Regions from separate parts of the Gossypium hirsutum genome. Here region 2 is linked to region 1. A link is a contact called in public Hi-C data. All regions are on one chromosome and are shown on one strand. The core of a region is the stretch at or near the end of the contact, and the rest is flanking DNA. Distances in the headings are between cores, read along the strand shown. Region 1 holds the start of LOC107938749 (protein MANNAN SYNTHESIS-RELATED 2). Region 2 holds the start of LOC107929817 (conserved oligomeric Golgi complex subunit 4).

Evidence for each region. A called contact is a pair of places that touch in the nucleus more often than the background predicts.
Region 2: a Hi-C map of leaf shows a contact between it and region 1, with 2.1 times the contacts expected there. The contact joins the promoter of LOC107929817 here to the promoter of LOC107938749 in region 1. A contact is called at or near these places in 3 of 34 Hi-C or Micro-C datasets (callus and leaf).

The regions. Positions count from the first base shown.
Region 1 is chrA06:71,129,969-71,132,668 of Gossypium_hirsutum_v2.1, forward strand. LOC107938749 (protein MANNAN SYNTHESIS-RELATED 2) reads right to left here and starts at 1,428. Exons shown (of 7, transcript XM_016871983.2): 1 at 1,298-1,428; 2 at 967-1,091; 3 at 26-176. The coding sequence starts at 1,068.
Region 2 is chrA06:71,794,408-71,797,107 of Gossypium_hirsutum_v2.1, forward strand. It overlaps LOC107929817 (conserved oligomeric Golgi complex subunit 4), which reads left to right and starts at 1,369. Exons shown (of 2, transcript XM_041115175.1): 1 at 1,369-2,700. The coding sequence starts at 1,647.

The sequences.
Region 1 (2,700 bases), core at 178-2,677:
AGGGAGTTAAGTGAAGTTAACAAACCAAAAGTGGTCCTGCTCCAACATGGTTTTAGCTCTTGACTGTCCTTCATCCAAGGCCCTTTGCTCCCCTTCGAAGGCTTTACAAGGCCATCCTTCTCAATAACATTGGCATTATCAACTTGAACATCCTGAGCTTCTCCAGGAAGTTTATCCTACGTAACAAGGAGAGAAAATAATCAAATTTAGTGTAAATACACCAAAGCTTTACACGGAATTGAAAAGAAATCAAGCAAAAACTTGCAAACATTTATTTAATCACTATAAGTAAATAAGACTGGCATCAATAGAATTTACAATAACAAAAATAAAACATCTACAATTTCTTCTAGTTGGTCATAAAGGCTTGAGACGTTGAAATAAGGCCTAGGACTGAAATTATAAATCTGAAAGAAGCAGAATCCTTCATTCATCTATGCTTGAATCCTGAAATTACTCTTCTAAACCAAATTTAACTTTAAATGGGTTGTTTTCTATACCTTGTTCAGTCTAGTTTTCCAGATACTTCCCCTGGAAAATAAAATAGCTTTAATTGTTTAAAAACAAAAAGGAAGTTTCAAGTTAGCCCATATTTTCTTCTTCTTCTTCTTCTTCATGAATTAGCAATTAGTTTTGAGAAAAAAAAAGGCTCCCAAATAATCTTATACACAAAGAACCAAACAACTACACCACTTTCGAAGATCATGGTCAGAATATATTGTTATTTTCTTAAAGATGCAGCAGATAGGATGTCAAGTGAATCTTAACGAGCTAAGATGTGATTATTACAGATAATGTGGAAAGTGAAGCAACTTGCTCGAGGTTTTATCACATAATCAGAGATTCACCAAATAAAACACAAAGCTATGAAAAGTGAAGTGAAATCGGGGACTGGATTTAGTATAAAAATCCCATGAAAAACTTGAGAGTTAGATCAAAGAAGAAAGCAAAGGAAGGGGGAATTACTTGGAGAGAATCAAAATGGTCTCTTTTGATCATTTGACCAAGCATCACAAACATGGTGAGAGTGAGAATACCGGCCACTACTTGCCTCAAATCAATCCCCATTTCTTCTTTTCTATTTCAAAATTCTGTAATAAAAGCGAAGCCCCCCAAAAAAAGGAAATTCAAAACTCAAAAAATAAAAACCAGGGTCGCCCAAGAATAAGTTTAAACCTAAAGAAGAGGCATGATTAACAAGAAGATGAAACAGCGAGTTTAGATCAACGAGAGAAAATGAAATGAAGTAAATATGATAATAGGTGCGCAGTAGTAGTATCGTGTTTGGGGTCCTTACACCACCGACACTTTGCACTGAAAGTGAAAACGATGCCTGTTTTCCTACGCCATGTGTACCCTACCCCTTTGCTTTGATTTCTTATTACCTAATATACTACTAAAAAAACCCATAAACTACTCCGCTTTTATTTAAACAGGCCTTTCAACTATTTTGGTTAAATTCTGCTATTAAGCATTGTATTTTGTGAAACTTATAGATAGTTTTTATATTTTTATTTAATCAATTTTAGTTTTTATATTTTATTTAATCAATTTTAATTTCTATATTTTTAAAATTTAAAATTTTAGTTCTCACTAAACGATAATTGTTAAATTCATTAAGTTAAGTTTTATTATTTTCGAAATTTGATGCTACAAACATATTATTATATGTTTATTGTTGTGTGAACTTGTTATTTCCACATATTACTCACTAAGAATTATGTTAATGGATTAGCAGTTGTCTTTTGTGTCAAGATTAAAATTTTAATATTCGAAAAGTATAAGGTCTTTGAATGATTAAATTAAAGAATATTGACTAAATATACAATTGAATGCATAATACAAGACTAGTTTCTAAATTTAAACTAACGGATTTAATTGTCACTATTTGGGTTAGGACTAAGATTTTAAAATTCGACAAGTATAGAGACTAAAACTAACCAATTCAAAAAGTATAAGAACAAAAATTGATCAAATAAAAGTATAATGACTAATTCCACAACTTTCGCAAATTATATGGACTAATAGCAAAATTTAACCAAGTATTTTTATAGTTAAATAAATCTTTATATTATTATTTTTATGCATAAAAGCCCTTGATTTTAATATTAAAGTAAAATATTTTAAATTTTAGGCTCTTTTCTTAATTTCTTGTTAATGCAATAAAAATTCTATATACTTTTCACATCAACATGAAATTTAAAACAGTAATGAAAATTTTCAAAAAAATAATTAAATGTGTTATGTATATAAACACTTTCAAGATATTATAAAATATTCTGTTTCCCTTTAAAAATTATTATTTTTATTTAACAAACTCTTCTAATCAAATTCAGATCACCATAAAACGCAAAATAGTTTAAAGATTCAAAATATTTGTACTTTAATATTAAAATCAAGAGCTTTCGTAGTTAAATATTATAGGTTATGAGCTTATTTAACTACAAAAATAGCATAAGGACTTGTTTAAACAACGTATAATAGTTTAAGGGCTTTTTTTAGCACATTAGCATTTTTATTTTTATTTTAGACTACCTTTTTATTAATGTTGTTTAAACCGAACCAACTAGTCTAACCAGTTGGATGGGGAACCAATCCAAAGAGAGGCAAAAAATTGATTGACCCACCAATCGATATGGATTGGTTGAATTGAACTAAAAAATAGATTGAACCAATACTTGAACCAAATTTATGCAAGTC
Region 2 (2,700 bases), core at 119-2,618, 660 kb after region 1:
AATAAATATTTAAATTGAATCAAATTGATAATTTATCTAATTAAAAATTTATTTAAACTTTAAAAATTCTATTTATCTAATTAAATATTTAATATATATAAATATGTAATAATTATTTTTAAAGTTATTTGAAAATAATAATGAAATCTAATGAATAGATCAATTATATCTTAAAAAATACTTTTAAAAATGAGATAATTAATTTTTTAAAAATTATGTTAAAATCAAAATTTAACATACATACATAATATATATAATAAATAAATGTTTATATAATAATATATATAATAATTAATTAATTATCTAATCAATTTTTTATTTAATTAAATATTTATCTAAACAGAAAAAAGCATAGATTCATAATTTTAATGGTTGTGTACCTTATTATATGATATATGATATAGATTGTTATTAATATATATTTATAATATTTCTGATTTTCTTTTTCTTATTTTCAATATTTTGTCCAATTAAACCAATTAATTAAAAATTGATATTTTGAGTATTAAAACATGGGTAAATTATCCTTTAAAATTATGTCATTCCTATTTTTATTATTTCAAAATAATATTATTAAGGACTACTATTAATAACTTTAAGCATTTTGGTCACTCAATTAAGCATCATTCGATTGTGTCTGCCATGTGTGTTTTTATTTTATATGTTATTAAATAAATTCCCAAAAAAATTAAATCGTTTTGGTTTGCCCCAACAAATCCAACTTGAAATTACAATGTAAGAAACTCAGATTTTAATTTTGCCTAACTTGTTGTTTTAGCTCAAGGAAAAATGGCTTAAATGAAAGATGGGAAGATTTTATATACCTTCGATACTAGATAACCTTTGATGCTGGACAGACATATTGCTAGCTTTCCAAATGGCAATATTCCCAAAAGCTTCAATGGACGCACAGAGTGTATGTTGACAGAATTACAATACTCATTGCCCTCAGTTTTGAACCCATAATTGAGATTACAAAGTTGATGGAGGTGACAATGATAGATGTTCCGTGTATACACTATCGCATGTCATCCACACACCATAGCTAGAAACAGGCGTTGCATATCTGCTCACGCTGAAACAAAGCATTGCTTAAACCTGTCGTGATCATGTTGTAACCAACCTTGACGAGGTCCTCATACTCGCAAGTACCGTTGACGACGTCGTGAGGATCTGATGTTGGTATTAAGTGGCGCATGCGAAGTGCCAAATGGAGAATTAAGGCACTGGTGGGGAAGAATAGTATTGGGAAGTAACGGTAGAGATGAGGATAGTAGTGAGAGTGAGAGGAGAAGAGCTGCCACTACAGTTATAGATGGCATTAAAATACGATTGTTTTGGATAAAATGACTTAATTTTTTAGGGAATTTAATTTATGACATGTACTTCACAGGCACAATCAGCATTTTGTTTGGTGTTTAATGGAAGAGTGACCAGAATGCTGAAGTTATCAACAGCAGCGCTTAAATTGATAAATTTTATTTTAATGTGAATAAAATAGGAACTGGTAATTTTGGAGGGACTAATGGATAGTTTAGCCTTATCAGTTAAGCAAACCGTTGTCATAGTATTGCGTAAAGTCGAAAAACGAAGCTAAATCTGAGTCAGAACCTCCCAAGAAAGGTTAGCATTGAGGGAAGAAAGCAATGCCGTTGATGAGAAGCAGCTCCCTCCCCAAACCAGCCGAATCAGCGGAGCACCGCACTGACACCTCAGTTAAATTCGGCACTCCCAAGGCCCTCGACTACGTCCGCTCCCTTACCGACGTAGGAGCCATGACGCGTCTCCTCCACGAATGCGTCGCTTACCAGCGAGCCCTCGATCTAGACCTAGACACCCTCCTCTCCCAGCGTTCCGATCTCGACAAGACTCTCAACAACCTCCAAAGATTCGCTGACGTTCTCGACATCGTCAAGGCCGAATCCGATCGCATGCTCTCCAACATCACCTCCACCTGTGACCTCGCCGACCAAGTCAGCCGCAAGGTCCGCGAACTCGACCTCGCTCAATCCCGCGTTAACTCCACGCTCCTCCGCATTGACGCCATTGTAGAGAGGGGTAATTGCATCAATGGCGTCAAAAGCGCTCTCGACGCTGAGGATTACGAGTCAGCCACCGAATACGTACGGACGTTTCTGGAGATCGATGATAAGTTTAAGGATTCTCGATCCGACCAAAGGGAACAGTTGTTAGCGTCGAAGAAGCTGCTGGAAGGGATTGTAAAGAAGAAACTCACGGCTGCCGTGGATCAAAGGGATCATCCTACGATTTCGAGATTTATTAAGCTTTATTCGCCCTTGGGGCTTGATGAAGAAGGCTTGCAAATTTATGTTGGGTATTTGAAGAAAGTGATTGGGATGAGATCTAGATTAGAATTTGAGTATTTGATTGAGTTAGTGGAACAGAGCCATGGACAAAATCAGAACCATCAAGTAAATTTTGTTGGGTGTTTGACTAATTTGTTTAAAGATATTGTTTTGGCTGTCGAGGAAAATGACGAGATTTTAAGGAGTTTTTGTGGAGAAGATGGAGCGGCGTATGCAATTTTTGAGTTACAAGAGGAATGTGATTCAAGGGGTTCTTTGATTTTGAAAAAATATATGGAATTTAGGAAATTGGCTAAGTTGTCTTCTGAGATCAATGCTCAGAATAATCATTTGTTAACTGTTGGAGCACCCGATGGAGCCAATCCGAGGGAGA